2 separate regions of the Zea mays genome follow, and region 2 is linked to region 1. The links are chromatin contacts, called in public Hi-C maps. All regions are on one chromosome and are shown on one strand. The core of a region is the stretch at or near the end of the contact, and the rest is flanking DNA. Distances in the headings are between cores, read along the strand shown.

Region 1 (5,780 bases), core at 2,059-4,558:
CATTTTGCATTCATCTTCAGAATCTTGGTTCAGACCTGTGGCGAGGGCTAGGGCTCGTGGCTGAGGCAGCTCATTCTGCAGCGGCCGAGAGCCAATGAAGTGTGCATATGTCGTAAAAAAACATTGCACAGCTATTTGCAGAGTGGAATTGAAATAGAAGGTAGTAGGATAGAAGAGTGACTAGAGATAGCCTAGACACATGGCAGAAAAGATGTACCAACCAAAAAAGTCAATAGCATAACATGATTGTGGATCACATACAACTTCACAAGCAGAGCTGCCAACCTCTAAGCTGTTGAGACCATTGTCCAATTGTTTTTTTCTTTACAACACATCTAAACACTTCAATATCATTTTTGCAACGTTAATGCTGCGAAAAGTACACAAAACTGTATCATGCACCTATGCTGCCGAGCCAGAAGAACAGGGGGAACTGTGCGATTGCCATGAAGAGAAGGAAGTAGTGCTGCCGCGACGAGTGCCTCTCGCTGCTTCTCATCTCCGTGAAGAGCACCCTCTTCATCGTCCTCACCAGGAACACCCCCATGCACAGGCTCATCCACGGCATCATCACATAGTACGAGTACGCCCACACGAGCCTCGCGACGACGGCGAGCGATAGCCCGGCGAATAAATAACCGCCGTACGCTACCAAGTCGAGCAGTGGCACCTCGCCACCACCCATCGAGTAGAGCAGACCTTTCAGGACCATGAGCTGGAAGCCCCAGCCGATGAGCGCCCTTGTAAACTGCAGATTTATAGCTGCTGGAGTAAACCTGCACAAGTGTCATGTACAGTCAATTATAGGCATTGGTCAGAAGCATTTTGGGAGGCTGAAGGATAACTGCCGACAACTCACTTTCCCATGAAACCCAATGTAAACCCTGAAAGGATGATGAAGCTTCCAAATGCCATGAAAGGGATGTACAGATCTGGTGCGTTTATGTCATAGATTGGAGGTTTGTAGGACAAGCGGCCACCGACCGGCTCACTTATTCGAGTCCAGTGCCCCTGCAAAGATATTGAAGAAACACCGGTTTATCTCAGTACACTGGGATTAAACAACCAGACTTGTATTTCAATGGTATTAGGAAATACTATGATATACCCTGTGAAAGAACGGGAACAGTATAACTTTCAACTTGTTACGGACATATTGATCATTCACATGGAAGTAATACTGCGGGTTGGAGAAGTATCTATTGATCTGCAAGAATCGAACCAATAATTTAGAGAATGCATGCAAACAGCAGAAATAAAGTACAAGTTCTGTTGGAGGATCCGTACGTTGCTTTGCATGAATTCTGAACTAGAACCCAAAAACTTCTCCCCATATACTCCTATCCCAGATCTGATTAGGCCCGAGCTTGCACCGTATAATGGATTATCAAACTGGACAGGTTGAGAGTTTTGCGGGGGCATCTGCATCCCCGAAGGATTCCCGTAATTACTATACATGGCTGCAGTGAAGAAGCAGAGGTATAAAAGAGGTTAGACCAAAATGATAGTATGACAATTCATAACAGAGAGTTGACATATTTGCAGACGACTAAATGAGAATAACAAAACATTAGCATGATGTTACATAAATCATGGTTAAATATACGGGAGCTATTTAGGTCACTGATAAGGCAGAAAGTTCTTCTATAGTTTTCATTAATCCCCAGGCACATACACAACAACAATAAAACATTTTAGTTACAAGCAAGTTGAGGCAAGCTAGAGTTAAAACTCAACAAAAACAACAAGTCAAGATTCAGGCACGTGGATAACTGTTTTCCATGCACTTATATTCAAAGCTAAATCTTTGGGTATATTATATCCTTTACACCCTACTTTTACTGTCTCGCCATCTATTTCTGATCCGATTCTCCTTCACCAAAAGGTGCTTCCATTCATCCTTAATGCACTTAACTTGGTTGAAGTCTCTTATCTTACTCATCGACCGTAGAATCCCAAGCATATCATCATAAAAATAATTTCATGCACCAAACTTCAACATCAGATTAAAAAAATGGATGCAAAACTATAATGGAATTATCCTACATTCTACACTACATCTGGAAGAGAATTTATCGACAAACTGTAAACATAACTGAGAATTTGACAGATCATCTCCCGGAAGTATAAACAAAAAATATTTAATCAACTGGAGTCAAATTCCAGTTACAGAGTCCAACCAATGTACTCGTAACCGTTGACCTTTTTTGTAAAAAAGGGGGGGGGGGGGGGGGGGTTCATAGCAGTCAAGATCATGTTCTAATCCTAGCATCGCTTGTGCATTCCATTTATCCTTAACTACAAGGAAATCAACCATCCTTGTTGAGATGTAACGAAGCAGAAACACTTACGCATATGTTCAGCTAATAGTTTGACTGCACACCCTACTGATGTTGATTTCTGTAGAGGCAGAGAAATAGCAAACTATTGTTTGGTCTTTCTATTCTATTTAGCTGGAGGAGGCGAACAAGAAGCGATACGTGTAATAAAAATCGAAATGCCTTATTAGGTCTGTTGATAGAGCACACAGAATTATTGCTACATAGACAGATATACAAAAAAAATTATTCGCCCCTCTACGATTATTAAAGCAGCAAATTTCTGCTAATTTTCCTTGGATTGCTTCAATAGCTACATCAATACTAGGCACTTCCCCATGTTCCAAATTGTACGGTAAAAAATATATCAAAAACATGAACAGGTAAGAAGCTACAGTTTTATAGTATTCATAGCCATTCAGGAAAAAAAAAGTACATGTTAGAGTTTATATTTTTTTCTAAAACCCCAAAAAGACTATAGTTTCAGTTCCAGCTAATGTTCGATCCAAACGATCCACGCTGCCGCTCCAAAACCATGGAAATGGTAACCAAAGAAGAGATTCCATGCATCCAAACAGAGCCAAATCAGCTGTTCATGTGCAAAGACAAGCTGCGCCCGCACCTCGATTGGGCCTGTTCCAGAGCCCGTGGGTTGCACCGAGACCGGTCGGTTTCCCCGCGCTGAAGAGCGAGCGAGCGAGCGAGGAGAATAACCTAACAGAACCGCGGGATTGGCGGTTTCGCGGGGCACCACGAACGAACGCAGAGAAGCGGAGCGAGAGATTCGGGTCCAATTGAGCGAGCTGGGAATCGGGATCGACGCGAGATACCTGAGTGGACCGATGGAGGCGCGGCGAGCGGAGAGAGGGAGAGATCCGAGAGGGAGAGGGGGGCGGCCGCCGGAGACTCGTCGGACTCGGGGAGATTTTCGGGAGCCTACAGGTCCGTCCACTGTGCGGGTTCCTCTTTCCTTCCGCCTCCTGGTGTCGGTAGGTCCACGCGATTGACGGGAAAGTTATTTTATGGGCCCCGGGTACTTTTTCTTTCTTTTTTTCTTTTTTTTTTATTTGCTTCGGTGCGGGCCGCCAGCCATGTCCTCCCTCCGGCTCTCCGGTATTACTACCTCATATTCATAGCCATAACAAAAAAATAACTCCATTAAATTACCCATATACACTCGTTGGTATTGATTTATCCCCGTACCCATACCTATGTAGGTATGGGTCACACATTGGGTCACATGTACCAAAAAAATTAAACATCTATTAAAATATTATATATACAAATGTCAAGTATATCCATCTAAATACCATTACAAAATTTTTAGCATCATTTAACCATCCATTCAACACACCAAAGATAATTACATAAAGTAATAACACTAGGACAGTACTACATAGCACATTACATTTTCCATTACATGGTCATTAAATAGTCGTTAAACCTTCTATGACATTATGGCCTAAAAGGTTGTTAAATAGTAAAAAAGATGGATGACTAAAGTCCAAGTTCATGCTTGGGATAAGTTTATATTGGTTATTTTATACCCACGGGTTAACGGGTATGGGTGAAGGTGGAACGTTCTAATACCCGTTTACCCATTAGGTGAAGATTTTTGCCCAATAACAGACCTACGGGTAAAATATTTAGCCCACATACATACCCTAATGGAGTAAATACCCATCGGGTATCGGGTCGCGGGTACCCATTGCCATGTCTAGCCGTGGCGTGGGTCTCTTTCTTCTTCTTTTTTTGAAAATGATTATCTCGAGCAGTTACAACAGTGAACAGTTGTCTATTCACAAACACCATTTACTTTGTATATAAAAAAACTATATCCCTTAATAAAGAAATAGTTTTGTCATTTACATTCTCTTCGTCTTGTTTGCAATCCATATTACAACGCGTTATCAACATACTCGCGAGAATAGAGGGAAAAGGCAAAGTGAACGCTCACACGAGAAAGAAGAAGGTTGGAGGCCTCGAGCTCTAGAACGACAGAAAGGTACGATGCCTACCGTTCCTCTTCGTATTCGTCGTCTACGCGAAGTTCTTCGTGTCATCGACGATGCATTGTTGGAGGCGTACACCACCGGCCAAGCATCGCCTGTAGCTGCAACCGCTCCAAGTCGTGTCCAAGTGCACAATGTGCAGTTCTGTGTGGCCCACTGTTGGATGGTGGTTGTACTGCTCCCGGAGGTCGAGTGTGGCCTCCCCATCTTGCTCCCGTCACCGTCGGTGCCGACTGGAGACACAGAGTCGTCGGTGCCCATGGACATCGAGTTGGCGCCTCCGACACCTCCTCCAGCCATTGTCTCACCAGTTCGGTGCCGCTATTCCCCATCACCACTGGAGTCAGATGTCGCAGGGATCATCGTGGCCCATCGTGGACAACCTCCTCGTGCAGTCGAGGACGAACCATGCGGACACCTAATCTTCACCAGCCACCGCCGCGCGCCTCCCTCCTCCTATGAGTGGGCCTAATGGCCCTCGGGACTGGCCAGTGGCGAGCGGCGCCACACCGGCGGGCTGGTGGGGGTAGGGTGAGCACTAGCAGAGCCCAAGTCGGAGGAAGACGTTGGGGCGCCGTGGCCAACCGAGCCCGCGGCGGGCCGTGCCCTCGACAGAGTCGTGCGCCCGCGTAGGGGCTGCCCACGCCGGGGCCGCTCCTGGCTGGAGCGCTCGCGCTAGGGCCACTCCTGACAGGCATATAAGGTGAGTGTTGGAGCGAAGGTCACCCACCCCCCTTGCTTGGCACATTCATGATGTGAATAGCACAAGTTACAACAGAGGGAGAGCGAAGTCTACTTCAACCAAGCAAAGGCCTTGGGACGGAGGGATCAACTAGGATAGGTGAAGGCCTTGCCGGCTCCCGAAGGCCCGACGCCTTAAGACGAAGGCTGCAATCATTACCCACGCATGTTATTAAAGCGGGCCCGTGAGGCTGACATCCTGGATCGCCTGACCCCACGTGTAAGCCTCAGTCTAGGTAGGATTGATGGTGTATCAATCCGGGTTGTACTTAACTACACTGTAATGACCTGTAATAACCCTTGAGGGGGCATATTCTAGGGATAATGCAGGTAACCGGGAGCATAACTGTATTTACGAGGGTGAGACTATCTCTTGGTTACCTATAAATACCCCGCACTTTACCCTAATGGGACAGGCTGAAAAACATTGTTGCTTTAATCCATCGTGTTGTTAAGCATCAAACATTTGGCGCCCACAGTTCGAGCTCTGAAAAACCATTCCTGCGATGGCTCCCAAGAAGGCAACTTCGAAGCCTACCACCTCCATCGGCGACGCAGCGAAGGAGGCCCTTCTCGCTGAAAAGAAGGGCAAAGCAGCCCTTGTTGGCGACGTCCCTCATGGGGCGGTTGTTGGCCACTTGTTCTCAAATGCTGTGAGTTAAGAACAAGGCAACACAATTGTTAATCATTAAGGACCTTCGTCCCTCGA
Region 2 (5,780 bases), core at 894-3,393, 350 kb after region 1:
TGCAAGTAAAGTGATGAGAGATAGAGAGTGGAAAACCTAGTTTGAAAAACTCCAGTTTTGAGCTCAAAAGTGAAATCTGAGATCTAGCCATAATTTGCCAAAAATCAAAATACCAAAGTTGTAGAGTTTCCAAAACCAAACAATTTTCAGGTGTTGAGATTTTCAAGTTTTGATGAGAAATTTAGAGTAATTTGCAGATTTCAGATTTAATACAGTTTTGGTTCAACTAAAAACAGTTTGGTTTATCTATTTTGGACCCCTGTATTTTTTAAAATCTGTGGGCTTTTAGCAAAAGATGGCTATAGTAAAATTGTAGAGTAGCTATAGGAGAACAACTTTTATTAAGTGTTGAAGCCCTAAATCCATATGGAACTGTTAGAGAACTTGACCCAAAGGTCCTATCCTCAAATCTGAATTTTCAGACTTAGTGATAATTCTGGGTTCTGAACTTTTATGCCTAAGCCAACTTTGAAGCCCTTTTATTATTCAGTCCAGTGGGTTTTAGCTTAGGACCATTATATCAAAATGGTAGAGGATCTATGAATGTGCAACTTTGTTGAAGGGAGATGGACTCAGTGCTACATAAAAAGTGGAATTACTGACCCCTAAAGATGGGCTGTCATACGTCTGTAATTTTTCAGATAAGGAAGAGTGAACAGATCTGAATTCTAGTGTTTGGTTTAACTTTGGAGCTATATGGTGACTGTTCTGGACAGTTTTGGACTGGGATCTTTATAGAAAAGTTGAAGAGTACATATTGGTGTACAAGTTTACTTAACAATGATTAACTTTGTACCATATAAAATAAATAGTTAAGTACCCTTAAAGTTGCCTTGACAGTCTGCAATTTCTGGGTTCAGTTTCAGAAAACTGAAATGTGGTTTCTGTGTGATCTGCCTTACTTTGGAGATCTATAACTCGAAACCTGTAAGGTATTGACTCTGGAAGTCTACAACAAATTAAAAGACCAATGTTTAGGGAATAAGTTTGATGTGGAGAGGTAGCTCTGTCGTTATAAAGAAATTGGAGAAACGGACGGGACAAGGTGGCTGCTGCTGTCGACTGAACTAGATCAGGCAGTCTGAAAATATCTCAGGAAAAAGATCTGCATCCACTAGCTGTTCCAGATGACTTTGAATAAGTGCAAAACAACAAGAATTTCGTTCTGGTAAAAGGGGGGTCACATTGGATATTTTTACTGCCTAAGGGGAGGAAATGTGGCAGACTTGAAACCTATCTAGAAGGTGGTGACGCAGCTACTTGTGATTTGGTGTCAAAGCCACATTAAACCACCATACGGTGTCCCTCTATTCATGGATCCTGGGTGGAAGATAGCAGTGCAACCACGTGCCATAACCCTGTCTCTGTTGGAATTCCAGAGCCCTCCTTAACCGGCTTTCAGTGAACCCCGTCGTACACACTATGTCTTGCTTGAAGTATTGGGTCCGAAACCATTCCTGCCTCTCTCCCATTACTTCGATTCTGGTCATTTAAAACTGAATAACTGGTGTTCTATGGCCATTCAAACTCTCCACTAAGCATCATCATGGGTGTCTAAGTCCTATCTCGTGGGTTGCCTTGGACGTGGTGACCACGCCGAGCCTTTTCACCCATTCACCGCGGCCAACTGCTTCAAGGGTAAATCTCTTTTACGCTATTTGTGTTCTATAGCCATTAAGTATTTGTGAAGCTCTCTGGCCGGGCCGTTTAAAGTTTCTTGTGGTCTAGTGCTCAGAATGCTATAGAATCTTTGGTGAATGCTATTGTCAGGCATGTCCGCGTCGACCAGCGAAGCCAGTGTTTCCCAAACCAATCAGTGTAAGAATCACATGTTAGATGTATTTTTGATGCTAGTCGTGGCATCGGATTGAACGCTACTGCGTTATGGGAGCGTGCCCGACCTCGCCGGAGTTCAGCTATCCGCCATCGTCGAGGCCAGAGCCGATTTAAAGTGTCTTAGTCTAATTAGTTGAGGAAAGAAGGTGCTTTTTGTCTCGGAGATCATGTTTGTGTGCTCGGTCTCGCCGAAGATGGTCTCCGGTGGCGAGCCCGAAGCACGAAACTAGGTGCTCGACCTATTGCTCGCCGGAGCTGGGTCGGGGCTGAGCTTTTGGGAAAGAGCGAAAGGAGAGGGGGTTTGCGCAAAAATTCCAGCGCGGGGCCGGTTTCCCCTGTGTTTGTGGGCCGAGCGGTTGATTTCAGCCCAATCGCTCTTAGAATTTTGTCTTTTTCTTTTAGCTGCCAACTTGTAAAATGCACAAAACAATGTAGAAAAATGAAAAATTGTGAAACCAATTTTATTGAATCTGCAAAATTCTGTAGTTTCTGCTGGGAGCAGTTTTAGGATTTTTGCAGCAATAATTAATTTTTTGGGTAATTAAAAATGCCTCTGGAATGCCTAAATGAATTTTAGAAATAAAACCAGCACACCAAAAATTATGAAAATTTGCAGAAACATTATATACCCTTACAATAGCTCCTGGTAGAAATTTGAGTCTGTTTAAGTTTAATTCACTTAGAGAACCAGAAACTAGTTTAGTAAACTTTAATCTATTTAGTTCTCTAATTGTTTGAAGTAAGTTTAATTTGATAAGTTTGGGCCACTGCTAAGAAACCTAGAACCATGTGTATAATCACTGTATGCTTAGTTGAAAGTATTTAAAATTTTCTACCTCTCCCCAAGCGAGAGTTTGTATAGCATATCATTACATAAGCATTCATGTACATCGAATTGACTTGTAGAGCACCTTGAAGAAGAATTTGAAGTGGAAGTGGAAGGGGAGCCTATTCCTCCATCGGTACCTTCTCCAACTGAGGTTGTCAGTGAAGGTCCTCCAGAAGGTGCCCCATTTGGATTTGCTGCTAACTGTAATATCCTGGTAGAAGAACACGACTCTCCTCATCACCAAGGCAAGCACCGGTGCATTTGCCACCTCCTTGTTGTTTTAAAACTTTTATCACTTATATGCTGCATTAGGTGATAGGAGTTGAGTGATGAAACAATTGATGCATTACCATTCCTTGGAATTTGATTATCCTCCTTGCTACCAGTTTTATAAAGAGAACTAATGAGGCTTAGCCCTGCCTAGAGAATTAAAACTTGTTTCTGTTTAAAAGAAGGAAAGAATGTTGTGTAACACTGGGTATGGGTTTGTTTTATGAAAAAGGACTTGTAATGGTGAGAGCATCATCTGCAGTGATGAATTCATCATTCAAGTATAGTACCTCTGTCAAGTACATAGTTTTGGGAAGGAAAATAATAAGATGAGACAAGACGTTGAGCAGGAAAGGTCGCCCGTCTCTGTCGATTAAGGACCGTTTCAATTGTTGGCTTGCTGATCTAGGACCCTTTAACTGGACACATGCCTCATCATGGGTAAGCTTAGCCTCAGTCGGACCAATACCAGAATAGCTCGCACGCACTGGGAGTGGAGAGATGGCGAGAGTAACGTGTGCCCACCTGGCAAGTGGCTGGATGGTGGGGTACTGTGCTCTCGGGTCGCGTGAACCCGTTCTGGTCTTGAGAAACCCGGTGGCAAGTTGACATATGCAAGGGTTAAGTGCTACATATGTCGTGTGGCTGGAGATCCCCAGCTGGGTATTAATCGATTCGGATCGCCGAACTTCTCGGATATGACAACTGGATCTTCGACCTTCATCGTAGATAACAAGTGAAACTAAAGTTGTTAAAATGAAGCTAGTGTAGGACAAGTGAATGCTCTAGATTAGGCAAATCTAGATTCAGGAAAAGTACTTAACTTGTGAAGTAAAAGTTTGGCTTAAGGATCCATAACTAGTAAGCTTTTCTACAAAACTGAGTCTATGAAATTTGATAAGCCTTACCTTGATTCCCAACAACTAGCATATCCTTGAGAGTCTTTTTTTAGTCGGGTCAGTCTTGCTGAGTATTTCCATACTCAGGGTTTATCCCATTGTTGATGCAGGAGAAACTATCAACACGTATGAGTTTTGTTAAACTCATAATGGTGACTTTTACTTGTGTGCATTATGTGTGTGCTGCGGGAAGATGGTTTCTTTCCAGTTGATGTAATAAGTTAGCACTTTAACTCTATCTCGGGCATGTAATAATAAATACTTCGTGGTTTGTAAACTTATTAGCTTGTTAATGTATATTATCTTATTGTAAAGACTTCCGCTCAACTCCTGTTTTTAAAGTTTATGTTCTTGACTGGTTATTGTAATATTTGCAACTTTGCGTGAATGGTCCTTGGAAATGAACGAGTTCATCGAAACTCGGCACCTCGAGTAAGTTATCTGATCCACTTACATATCTATCCGAGGCCTTGAGGGCAAGGATTGGTGTACGTGGGCCCGATAACTTGGTTGGGTTGTGATAGGATTGTGATATCCTGGTCCCTGAGATGGTGATATCCTGGCCCAAGGCTTAATAGAAGTAATAGAGTATCCATACCAACAAGGTGCATCTTCTTTTTTGGAAGCCTATCTCGGAAGAACCTCCAAGTTAAGTGTGCTTGGCTCGGAGCAATTTGAGATGGGTGACCGACCAGGATGTTTTCTCGGGTGCGCATGAGTGAGGACAAAGTGCGCACAAAAGACTCGTGTTGGTCTATGGGAACGATATATGATCCTAGAGAGCTTCCAGGAGTATGTACCGCCGGTCCAGGGATTGGACAAGGTGTTACAAGTGGTATCAGAGCCGACCCTTGAGGTTTCACGGGCGTGTGTGGGCTAGGGGGTTCGGGTATATGGCGCATGGCGCATGTGGGTCCGAAGTGGTCACATGGCATGACATATGACAAAACTAGACACACAGACGTGGCTAAGAGGGGAGGTTCCTAGATTGGGGTTGACCGACGAGGACGTCGGTCTTCTTGAGGGTGGATTGTGATATCCTAGCCCCTGAGATGGTGATATCCTGGCCCTAGGCTTAATAGAATTAATAGAGTATCCATACCAATAAGGTGCATCTTCTTTTTTGGAAGTCTATCTCGAAAGAACCTCCAAGTTAAGCAATTTGGGATGGGTGACCGACCGGGAAGTTTTCTCGGGTGCGCATGAGTGAGGACAAAGTACGCACAAAAGACTCGTGTTGGTCTGTGGGAATGATATATGATCCTAGAGAGCTGCCAGGAGTATGTACCGTCGGTCCAGGGATTGGACAGGGTGTTACATTGATCGAGGGTTGAATGGCATAAATTAGATCTGGCATACCCCCCCCTCGCCCGGATGGATCCGCGTCGTTGGATCTCGTTCAGGCACATCTGGGGTGGTGTGCGACATTTTAAATCTATGTCGTCGATCGTGGACCGAAGGGCTACCATAGCATACTGATTCAGATAGTCTTGAACTAATCCGAGTCATCCAAAGTGGATCGGGCAGCTGAGAATAAACAATACCCCTTCGGCCGCGACTCTTTTGCTAAAGACACCCTAGGGAACCAACTAATAAACTCGCAGTCCACCGCACTGAGTTTAGGGAGTTTTGCAGGAATGCCCCCGAACTTTCTGTTTTTATGTGCGTAGTCCAGCAGACAGGGAAATTGAGAAAAACAATATAGAAATTGTTTTTTAATACAAAAATAATTTCAGAAACTTGTGAAATTCATTTTTAACTCCGAATGAATTCATTCCAGTGGCATTAATTTTGTTTTAATATTGTCTATCACCTAGAACCTCTGTTTAGTCATGAAACTTGAATTAGAATTATTCATTTGACATACTCTATTCTAAGTACTAAATAACTTCATAAATTCATAACTAAAGAACTGTAACTCCGAAATTAGTGATTCTTGTTCCTAT

The links. A called contact is a pair of places that touch in the nucleus more often than the background predicts.
Region 2: a Hi-C map of leaf shows a contact between it and region 1, with 5 times the contacts expected there. The contact joins the enhancer-like site here to the promoter of LOC100285855 in region 1. A contact is called at or near these places in 4 of 25 Hi-C or Micro-C datasets (bundle sheath, ear, leaf and 1 more).

The regions. Positions count from the first base shown.
Region 1 is chr3:110,296,233-110,302,012 of Zm-B73-REFERENCE-NAM-5.0, forward strand. LOC100285855 (protein YIF1A) reads right to left here and starts at 3,309. Exons shown (of 5, transcript NM_001158745.2): 1 at 3,149-3,309; 2 at 1,288-1,460; 3 at 1,109-1,207; 4 at 860-1,011; 5 at 152-776. The coding sequence starts at 1,458. The coding sequence ends at 395.
Region 2 is chr3:110,644,953-110,650,732 of Zm-B73-REFERENCE-NAM-5.0, forward strand. No RefSeq gene overlaps it. Among protein-coding and RNA genes, the nearest start is that of LOC103650276, 24 kb to the right of the region's middle. Within about 2 kb of position 2,144, at least 2 of the 20 cell types and tissues checked have an H3K27ac peak or open chromatin away from gene starts, as enhancers often do. A contact at or near this core is called in leaf, where this site is marked.